Regions from separate parts of the Gossypium hirsutum genome. Here region 1 is linked to region 2. The links are chromatin contacts, called in public Hi-C maps. All regions are on one chromosome and are shown on one strand. The core of a region is the stretch at or near the end of the contact, and the rest is flanking DNA. Distances in the headings are between cores, read along the strand shown. Region 1 holds the start of LOC107895077. Region 2 holds the start of LOC107895083 (acetylglutamate kinase, chloroplastic).

The links. A called contact is a pair of places that touch in the nucleus more often than the background predicts.
Region 1: a contact with region 2 is called in a Hi-C map of leaf, with 2.2 times the contacts expected there. The contact joins the promoter of LOC107895077 here to the promoter of LOC107895083 in region 2. A contact is called at or near these places in 6 of 34 Hi-C or Micro-C datasets (hypocotyl and leaf).

The regions. Positions count from the first base shown.
Region 1 is chrA13:85,558,506-85,564,622 of Gossypium_hirsutum_v2.1, reverse strand. LOC107895077 reads right to left here and starts at 4,836. Exons shown (of 3, transcript XM_016820289.2): 1 at 4,461-4,836; 2 at 3,397-3,539; 3 at 2,099-2,277. The coding sequence starts at 4,593. The coding sequence ends at 2,263.
Region 2 is chrA13:85,424,020-85,429,779 of Gossypium_hirsutum_v2.1, reverse strand. It overlaps LOC107895083 (acetylglutamate kinase, chloroplastic), which reads left to right and starts at 2,002. Exons shown (of 1, transcript XM_016820298.2): 1 at 2,002-3,523. The coding sequence starts at 2,275. The coding sequence ends at 3,357. It also overlaps the pseudogene LOC107895084.

The DNA.
Region 1 (6,117 bases), core at 3,587-6,086, 130 kb before region 2:
ACCCATTTAAAAAACGAGTCTCATTTTTTATTCAAACATATATTTTAATTCAAATCTTCATACTTTTTATACAAGTCTTCGGGCTAAATAACTCTACCCATATTCTAGTCAGTTTGAGCTGAATAGGTATTTTGGAAGGATGTTTGATGTGGCTACTCCACTATCCTCTTGTCTTTTCTAAAATGGAAATCTCCCCACCACGTCTTTCAAAAATATTGCTCCCCTTACTCTCTTTCAATCTCCCCTTTGCATCAAAAATAGTACCCCCTCTCTCTCCAATCTGCCTTTCCTCCACCTAACCACTCCACAGCGTCAAGGGGATCCTCCCCCAAGTATAATATTATAATTTTTAAACTAGAAGTAAAAGAATCAAGAAGAAGCTGATGATGGAGGAGAGAGAGGTAATTTGCAAATATAATATTAAATAAGAATCAGATGTGATATAACTTAAGTTAAAATTTTCTTTTAAGCAAATATATATTGTAATATTAACATATTTATATTACCTATACAAATATGCTATATTTTTTTAATATTTATAATTCCTATTTATGATTAATGTGTTTGAGGATCAAATTGATAGAATTTATAAATGTAGAGGGTTAAATTTATTGAATTATTTAGAATTAAGATCAAATTGATAAAATATGTAAATGTTGAGGAATAAATGTGTTATTATACAAATTAAAAAAGATCATGTCATCATTTACGTCAATAATTTAATGGAGGGTGATAGACTGAAAACGTTAGTGGCGAAATTGAAAATTTTTATAATTTGGTGACCAAAATAAGGACATGCTAATAATTGGGTGACTAATTGTATAATTTACCTTTAAAATTATATGATTTTTTTTGGAAATTTTTAAGAATTTTTTGATTTTTTATATTTTTTTATATTTTAAATAAATTTTAAGAATTTTGATTTGGTGCAATGGTATACATTGATATTTTAATTTTGATTAAATTTCTACAAACAATTAACACAATTATAAAAGTAATACAATTTTACATTTACTGATTGTATATATAAATAATTATATTCACCCAACATAAAAATAATTTAATATCTTATTTTTTAAAAATATATACAATTAAATCAAAATTAAGTATTCATGTGTAATTAACACCACATTTTACATTCATCGAAATTCATAGTTCTAAATTTATGCTGGGAATAAAGATAGATGAAGAGTTAAAATTGTCAGACTGAATATCATGATTCATGTATGAAATTTAAATGGTAATTTTTAATGCATTAAACATTGTGCCATTTGAGTATTTTACCGAAGATTAGTAGGAGGATGAAGTTGGTCAGAAATCAATTATGTTGAAATCGTTGAGTCTTTTTCAACTTCAATAACAACGAAAACGTAGACTTTGTTGCTCTAAAATTAAGGAAATGCTTGATATTTACCATCTCACTCTCATTCAATCTATCTATTAACTGTTGCTACGTGTCTAAAGCAATCCAACTTCCTTGGAAGTTATATCAGAAAATGAGCCATTCTTGTAAAATTATTAAATTATTAAAAAATACCTCCAAAATAACCTGAAGAAATGTAAGCACAGTTCATCCTAAATTTTTTACATAATTCAGGTGCTGAGGCTAAACTCGTTCTATTTTGGACATAGTTGCAGTAAGCTCCAAGGTTATGTGAGGATTTAAGATGACAAAAAATGGAAAGGTGGAACAATAATTTGTTTGTGCAGTGTGGTTTCTGGATGGCTAATTGCACCGTCCACCATCCTCACTCTGGTTTAAGCAACTCAAACCTAAGTTCAAAAGCTAGGTTGTAAAGTAAATAGTTCAATACTTCGTGAAACATGGTACAACAAGCAAAATAACGAAACGGGCAAGGAACTTAGTTATGATACCAAGCTAAAGAAGCTCCAACCCAATCTCAAAAGCTAGCTTCTAGGGCAGAGAGTTCAACTAGGGCAGGAGAAGAAATAAAGAAAAGATAGGGACAAAATATGACCTACACATGCATCCTTAATTTTTCTATGACATGAGGCAGCTGAAAAAGAACTCTAGATATCAACACACAGCAGATAAATCAAGTCCAACTCTCAACAATAATCTCACAAAATGCAAGACTTCAACAGAAGTATTTGTTTTTATTTTTCCGCTTCAAATTGTGTTTACTCATTTGATAGAATTACATGATAAAAGATAATGTGATCCATAACAAACAATTGGTGCAACAAGTTAATTGTTTACCCACCAACATATAATCTTAGAGGAACTTCAACAACATCAACTCACTCCACTTGCTCCTGGAAAAAGAAAAGAGAAGTAAATTAACTTTCTTATAGAGATTCTTGAAACATATAATATGCAGAATAATATTGAAATAAACTAAAATCTAGAAGCATCCTTGCTATGCAGATTTTTGATAAAGTTAGAACTTAATAGACCAGACTGTAAAAGTGTCAGGAAAATCAACAACAACATCTACTCTGGACAAGAATAGTTGCCCTAAACTGCCAAGGCTCTATGCAAAGATAATCCACTACACTGGGGCCAATAACCAACGAGACATTTTCACCTGAGAAATTGGCTATGCTTGGGCACTGGCAAAAAATATTTTTTCCCCTTGCAGCAGCAGATTTTTACACACAACTTTCCCATCAAAATGCCTTTCATAAAAGTTAAGCAATAATTTATACTAGAGACCTCCGGTCCCTATTCAAATATAAGTTGATCTGATGCCTATGTTTTTGCATAGATGGGCTTGGGGTGGAGTACTCCATAAAAACCTGAACACCCCCTTCAATTTTCAACCTATAGGTCGTTATATTTTATTTTAACAGGGCTACTCAAAGGTCAAGGGCCTACGAGTAGGGCGTACTCTAGGTGAGAAACAATTAATAACCTGATGGTTTATGACATTTTAAGCAATTATTCAAGAAAAGCTCAATGAAAGTTGTTTCAGCTCAGTAATTGAAATATATGCCAATGCCCATATTTGATTCATCAGCATCACAGTTTCACTTTCCACAATATTTCAGATTTTTATATATACATACATCTAATTCTAGTCATTGTTAGAAGAAATTAACCTACGAAAAAGGTTCACTCATCATCACCATTTTTTTAATTCAGATTGATTACTCTTAGATGGCTCTAATAAAGTTGGTTGAGTGTGAGCATTGAAGTTGACGATCACAAAATCGATTAGCGGGCATTCATAACCTAACCCAGAATGACCCCACCAGTGCTGATGCATATCCTCTCATTTAACACCTTGAGATGACTGTTGATAAGTTGAAGAAAATTTTAACATTTGTAGTGGACAAAGGATTACACTAAACAATTAGAACATGAATGTGCAACCTAGAAAAAGGAAGAGTCCAGAAGATTAAACCCATAGTTCAATAAAACATTAGTTCAACCTTGGGTGCAGGAGCATCATCAAGCTTCGGAGGAGCCAACTTTGGAGAATATCCACCAAAAAGACAAGAACAATCAGTGTATGCGGATCCAATCGCAATCCCAGCACCAAAAGCTACAGATGCCCATCGAGTCACTGGACTCCCTGACAGGACAAATCAAAGTTATTAACTCAAGGAAGGATTAAGGAAGACATGCAAAGCAGAAAGCATAAAAACGGAAAGGCATGATAGCGACAATGCCTGGAAATACAAGTACTAGAAGAAAACTGAAGCAATTCAAAATGGAAGAACTCAGTTTACTTTGTCCACGGCTTAGATTAACATCTAGTAAAAAGTTAAAATGCATAATCACTTCAACCGTTTAGGCTTTTCCAGGTAGCATTGATGATTGAAGGTGGCTATGAGTCATAAATCATAAACAGTTCCTTTCCACTCTCCCCACAAAGCAGAGCCTTAATCAAGTTCCTCGTCATTTCTAGGCAATTTACAACAAAGGCAAAAAGGAGCTACTTCTGGTGTTGGAATATAAGGTGAATCAAAACCAACATGCAGGGATGCAAGGTTCTCCTTAAGGAAGCCACTTGGTCTCAAACGTTGCCACTTAAATGGATGGTAAAGTGCACAACAAAAATGTAAATAGCAGCCATAGCACGATATTATGGCTGCAATTTGCATTTGTGGCTCTCTTTGCCACCAGTATTCACTGTAGATATTTGCTGCAACTGATTGTAGTAACATACCTCGCACTCGCAACCAATAAACACAACACATCCAAAAAAGTATCCACGACAGCAATTTAAATCCCTACATATTTTGGACATGTATATACATCATATTTACATTAACATCTACAGCTATGAATGTAGAGCAGGCGCATATATAACTGGAAGAGCGAACGCTACCGAGTGCAGAACAACATAGAAACAACTAGATGAAAGATAAAAAGTGGATATGAGAATACAAAATTTGTAGAACCATTTAGGCTAATCTGCAATGGGGCAAATCGAAAACAACATATCTTAAAAAGGAGAAAGAAATAAAGAAATTAGGGAAAGAGAACAAACTGAAGAAAAGGAGGCCACCAAAAGCGCCAGCCAAGGATGAATAAACGAAGCGGCGGAGAGTGAGATCGATGCAGGCGTCCCATTTTGCGTTCATGTCATACTTTGACGGCGTCAATTCCTTGTTATCCCCCATTTCAGAGCCTTATGCAGTACAACTATTACTTTCGTTATTTCTTGGAATTTTTGCTCAGATTTCCTTCTTTTTACTTCGTCTTCGTTTGATTCTCCTTTTGTTTTCTGGGTAATCTGCCGCAATGCCTCTCAGATAAGTACAGCTTGTTTTTCCTTCCTCCTTTTTCTTTTTTCTTTTCAACTTACGGCATCCATCGAAAAAATGGGATCAAGAACAACAAGGGCCCAAAAAAGCCCAATAGTAGAAACGTCTCAAAACAGCTCAAAAGATGTAATAATAGAAACAAGGTCCAAACAAGCCCAGCTCCCCACGATATTCAACTATTTGACCCTTGCTATCATCAGAATAGGAGGGAAAGGAAGTGCCAAAGGATGTTGGGGAAGTAGAGATGCAAGGGGGCTGCACCGGTTGTCAGCATGAATGCCTTCGGCAAAGACCACGCCTCGGCCAAACTGAAAAAAGGAAGTTATCGACCACCGTTAAAGCCAATCATGAGCAGCGACGGAAGAGACCCATTAGCCATAAAAATGGCCCCAACCACTAACAAAAATAGAGTTTGTGTGACGAAAGCCAAGGACTATCAAGCTTCGACCAACTGGGAACTTAAACGGTGGCGACCCCATCCATGCCCCCCAAAAAATAACAAAGGCTAGTGTTAGAATTGTGTGACCCAAATTCTAAGAGATTGCTTGCAAGTCAAGTTAAACAAAAATATATTTTCTTTCTAGAAGATTTAGTATTTATTAGTATAATATATTTAGCATTTATTAGTATAGTTTATTTGACTTACTAATTTAGCCTATAAATAGGCTCCTTTACAATCTTAGAATTAATAGACACCCATTAGATTAGAACTCATAACACATTCAGAGAATTTTGTGTTTACGTTTGAGGGTTCTTTGTTTTATCGGGTTTTTGGGGTTTAGTTTTTATCTCCATCTTTTGTACTCTTCATTCTTTTGCCATTATAGTAAAATTATCTTTGCCCGTGGTTTTTTATCCTCTTTTGAGGGGTTTTTCCACGTTAAATTTGTGTGTTCATCTTCTCAATTTCTTCTACTATTTTTACTTGTTCGTTGCTTATTCGGGACGATCCTAATAGCTAGCAAGCAAGGAACACTAACCTGGAAAATAAAAAAGAAAGAAAAATATAAGTAACATCGACTAAGGAGTTGCAAACGCTAAAATGGTAGAGAAATGGAACCAAACAAAATCATCGTTGGTAAGGAAAGAAGCCAAAAAGGCCTCAGCTAACTTCTCTCACAAAGGTTTTTGGCCAAGGATCCTCTCATTCTGTCGAGCAAGATCCAACAAAAGCAAACAGATGTGCCCATCGTAGGAACCATGAAAAGAGAGGAGGAGATTCTTTTCAGTTGAAGGGAAAAAAAAGCAAGAGGGTAGAGGAAGGAATGACGACGGCTGGTTTGGCAATTAGCCCTATTGTTGGCTAGATAGAAAGCAAAGACAGTGGTTGTATTATTTTATCTTTACTATCATTTTTTAGCATGGCTGAAACCACGAAGA
Region 2 (5,760 bases), core at 753-3,252:
ATGGTTGAAAACTCCTTATTGTATACTGTTTGTGAAAGCAGTTTATCCAACTGCTTTATCCAATGACCTCGTCATATGTGTGTTACCCTCATATGATATCCTTGATTCCTTTGAGTTAAATCCGTTCACTCAATACAATCCTATTTTATCTCACTGTCACCATTGTGTCTTCTTAATGATTAATATAATCACTGTTAACAAATGACTATGATAAATTGCTCGTTCGAGAACTAGTGACCCGTGGCCATATTCCATATTTATCAATCCAAACAATGTCAATAAGAAGATATCATTAACTCTTTAATTGAGTTATAAATTCCACTGTTTCTAGTAAAGCCATGCCATACACAAATCATGTACCCAACATACTGACTATGGGCTCGATCATCTTTAGAGCATAAGCCTCTATTTATATTAAAGCACATGAGTTGCATATGCATAGTCAGTGACTAACTCAGGATTTAGGTAAATCACACCATGAATGTCACAAGTGAGTTAATTCACAAACGGATTCAGAATTAATTCATCTTGAGTCCAATCCAATGTACAATTCTACCAATGAATACATCTATGTCTCTACTCGTGGAGTCAACAGTTCCGATAGCCAAGACTAGTCATCTCCCCAATTGGAATTGTAGACGATATAATAATCCTTCTCAGTGTTTGAATCAAATACTCACTTTGATTCTTTTACGGGATTACAGACTCATTTAGATTATCTACTGAAGTAAGTTGTCTTTCTCGCAATGTAAACGTTATTTACAGTGTCACTTATCTTCAATTTGAACTTTAAACAATCAATGAGCTAATATTTACTTGTCACAATTTCGCAATGAATGCAAAGTATAAAAGACGGAAAATACAAAAGACATAATAGTGGAATGTAAAATTAACTTTATTTATTTATTCATCGTTCAAATAAATAGAAAACAGTTACATGTTTACTACAAGACAGGCACATTCCCTAACATGTTATATTATTTGAGGGCATCATGGTTTAGTGAGAGTTTGTGTTTTATTTGCTTTATGTTTGTTTTCAGACATTTATGTATTTGGTTATTTTCTAATCAGAAATAAAGTATTTAGTTTATTCACTCTGTTTAATACTGACCACGCTTAAGTTTAAGGAGGACCAGATGGAAATAGGCATGTTTTGGTTTATATTGCATGTAAATTCCATGCTACACATCTATGATTGATCCATGTCATTTGACTATATTTGTATATATGACTATTGATGAGTTTAGTCATGATTAATATGACAAAGACTGATTCAATTCTATATGGATATAGTTGATGGACAAGACTATTATAGAATACCTGTTATATTATAGCAAATTTTGAGCCCATAAAGTTGTACATTTATCAGGAAACATATGTTGCTCAAGTGGGAGATTGTTGGATTAAAATCCCCAATTATGGGCACATATGTATAATGTATAATGCTATTATAAAATATGATCAAAATTAAGTAACCAATTATGTTATAAGTGTCATAGGTATCAAAGTGTCATGAAAATAATGTGTAGATATCATAAGTTGAAAATTGTATTTAACTTGATGAGGGGTCAAATTATAAATACTCAAAACTAATTTAATAATCAATTATTTAAAGAGATAGTGGTTTCCAAGAAATAGAGTTATCTCACATATCTTATTCATCCCCATCCAAGAGATATACTATAAGAAAAAAAAATTATTTTCTTGAAAGATCAAAATTTTATGGGTAATTTTCAATAATAGATTCAAGTACACTTCTATATATAATCTTGTTCTTGATTATTTGACATTTATTAAATTTTATATTAAATCTGTTTTTCAGATTCTTTAACAATATTTTCTGATAATAATTTAAATATTACTTGTATAATTAATGTGACGTTTTTAATTGTTTGATAAGAAAGAAAAGGACAAAATGGTTAAGTATGATAATTGTGTCAATATGGTTGAGATCGAAAATAAGGTTATCATTGAAGTCTTTCGTCCAAAAAATGATATTATCCTGTTTTTACATACATTTTATCATTTTTTTTATATAATAATAAGGATGAAGGATAATGTCACACTGTTTGATTTTGCTAATTTATCGTTATATATACTAATTTTAATTGTTGGATTTTAATAAAATTTCATTTTAGTTTCTTATTTTATCTTTTTAATTATTATAAATTCTTTTGACAATAGAATGTAATGATTTGCTTACACTCCTGAGTGGGTGCACCATTAGCTCCTCCTAAGCCAGAGCCAAAGCGAAGAGGAAAGGAAGATAGAAAAATGGGCGCAACAGCCACCGGCAAATCTCTCCATTTTTGCTCTTCACAGGACCCCCTTTCATTTCTCTCCCTAACAATGACAAAATCAAAAGCAGAAACCCTAAACCTCAACTTCAGATTCTCCAAACCCCCATTAACCCCCAATTCTCGTCGCCTTCGTCTTTCCATTAGAGCTTCTTCACCCTCCTCCACCGCCCTCAATGATCCTCCTCTTCCCTCTCTCACCAATTCCGATCTTCAACTTCGAGTCCGAATCCTCTCTGAATCACTCCCCTACATTCAGAAATTTAGGGGAAAAACCATTGTCGTCAAATACGGAGGCGCCGCCATGAAATCTGCGGAGCTCAAGGCCTCTGTTGTCAGGGACCTCGTCCTCCTCTCCTGCGTTGGCCTCCGTCCCGTCCTCGTCCATGGCGGTGGTCCTGAAATCAACGTCCTTCTCAATCAGCTCAATATCCCCGCTCAGTTCCGCGATGGGCTCCGTGTAACCGACGCCAGGACCATGGAAGTTGTTTCTATGGTCCTTGTTGGAAAAGTTAACAAAGACCTGGTTTCTCGTATCAATTACGCTGGAGCCACCGCTGTGGGCCTTTCTGGCATGGACGGCCGCCTTTTAGTTGCCCGGCCCAGCCCAAACGCTGCACAGTTGGGGTTTGTGGGAGAAGTTGCGAGAGTGGACCCCACAGTCCTCCAAACGATCGTGGACAACGGAAGCATCCCGGTGATTGCTTCAGTGGCGGCGGATGAGTATGGTCAGCCTTACAACATCAATGCAGACACGGTAGCCGGTGAGGTGGCGGCGGCATTGGGGGCAGAGAAACTGATTCTGTTGACCGACGTCGCAGGGATTCTGAGAAACCGAGAGGACCCTGGAAGCTTGGTGAAAGAGATTGATATAAAGGGAGTGAAGAAAATGATTGAGGAAGGGAAGGTAGGTGGTGGGATGATTCCCAAAGTGAATTGTTGTATTCGATCGCTTGATCAAGGCGTCACCACTGCTAGCATTATTGACGGTCGTGTTGAGCACTCGTTGCTTCATGAGATTATGACCGATGAGGGCGCTGGCACAATGATCACCGGTTAAACTATAGCCTACTCTTCCTTTTTGTTAGTTTTAATATTGTAACTCTTCTATTTATTGCAGTTATGAATGCATTGCGACAAACTTCAATGCTTTTTGTTATCAGTTCCTGAACAATGTTTCTTTTCGGGCTCAATAGTTTAATAAAATCAAAGGAGAGATGTTGAAATTTGCTGACTCTGGTTTAAGCGTTTTTCTGCTTCAATCCCTTATGGCAAGAATAAGATGGGTAATAATGGAAGCTGAAATCAATTTCAATTAAGCTGTAGATGTATGATACTGACTGAGGCAGTAGCTTCGAGTTTCAATTTTTCTGCCTTGAATCACTTTCTCTTAACTTTTTGGCTATTAACTCTTTCACAGTCCTCTCTTTATGCGCTTTCATTGTAAATTTTATCTTTTGTTTTTTCAGTTTGCATGAAGTTTTATATGGATCCTCCCTCTTTTGTTGGCTATGCTTTTTCTTGCGTATATGGATGTTTGCTTCATTGGAACTTGATGTTTTAGTTGCTCTATGTATTTGGTTTATTGGAATTTCAAGTTGCTTCAGTTGCCCCTGTTTGTATGATAGATTAAGAAACTCCACACATTCTTCCTATGGAGCTCTGTTACCTAAATTTGGCTTGAGTATTGTATGTGTGTGATATGAGTATACTTTTTATTTTTTTTGAAGTCTTTAATATGTTTGGAGGATCATACCACGTTCCTATGTCCAAATAGGTACTTTAGGAAATTAAAGAGTCCAGGTAACATAGCTTTGTTGATTGCAACTTCTGAATGTACTTCTTGTAGTTCATTGTATTTTAAAGGCTTAACCCTCTTTAGTTCATTTATTTATTTCCTCTCATTTAGTCCTTTTTTATATACTTTGTTGCTTACCTTATTACCTTTTTATTTGGAAAACTGTCTTCCATGTACGCAACCTGTAATTTACCATTGCATGTAAGTTGATATTTTCTAGGTTTTGAGGTGGAAGCTATTGACATGAAGTGAAAAAATGAGTATAATATAACAAGCAAAAACGACAAAGGTACAAGGAGCTATTTATGAGATTGGGGGCCGGGAAGGCAACATACATCAATCACCCACATTGATCTGGTAAGTAATTATAACCAGTTAGACTGGTAGATTCAAATTTAGTCTCTTCCTATATGGTTATTCTACATTCAGTTGAATTGATCCATCTGAAAACCATTGAGTGTCTGCCCTGTCCTACAAGTAAAATCATCCAAATTAAAACATAAAATAAAAGAAATAGCAAATCAGAACAATGTAAAACCTATGTTGCTCTCACTCATTTTTCTTGAAATAATATGGTTATGGAGATATGATCCTCTAAGGACCAGTCAAATGCATGTTAAGACTTAGAAAAAGATTGAACATACCTCTGTATTGGCCACTCAACTGTGTCTGACGCAATATCAACATCGGAATTTTAAGACATGGAAGGAGATCCATCCAAGTGCTTCAACTAAGGAATTCTAACAAGCGTGAATCACCAAGCTTGTAGGTTTCATGCTGTGCTCCTTTAACTGTGAAGTAAAGGAAATAGATATTTGGAATATGCCTGACTTTCCAATGATCAGAGCCTCCATTAGGCAACAATTTTTGAACCGACTCCATGGGCATATTGTTAAATGATAGAGTCTTCAGACATTTTAGATGAGAAATGGTAGTAGGCAACTCCTCCTATTGGGGGCTAGGTCCAAGTTCTAGATGTTCTACAAGTGTTAATGATCTTCATCTATTATCAGTCTCTTTAAATCATTTAACCAGCAAAGCCTCAAGTCCTTGAGTTTCTTAAAGTGATTCTTGTTAAAATGCAGTTGAGCTCCACTGTATCTCTCGAAAATCCACAAGAAGAGTAAATTTGGTAGAACACCAAGGATTTGAAGTGAATCATCTGATATTCTATTCTAAGGTAAGTTTTGTGAGGTTCCTCAGTTCATAAATCCAACCAGGTAACTTCATTAATATTCCTCGTAGCCTGAGGCAACGGAGAAAAACCGGAGGGGATGACATTGTATGTAGGTGAAGAAGCTCTTCCTCTTTTATAGAAGAAATTCTCAATGACTGAAGGTGGATCATCTGCTGTATTGCATCACATAAATCATTTCCCATTTTCTGATTTTAGTTTAGTGATGCATAGTTTTCTCAACTGCTTCAATCTTGCTAACTCGCGAAAGAAATTACCACCACTGTAGGCCTCCAAGTCCACCTCATACAGCTTTTCTAAGGACTCTAAGCTCCCAAAGTTGGAATATAACTTCATCCCTCTTCGACTATTGATACTGTTGATGCTTTGTTTATCTTTGTAGTAAGCTACAAGATATTGAAGATTGAAGAGCATGTTGATTTCAACTGGTAACTTGCTTACAAATGAACGTTTTAGATCCAAAGTTTGAA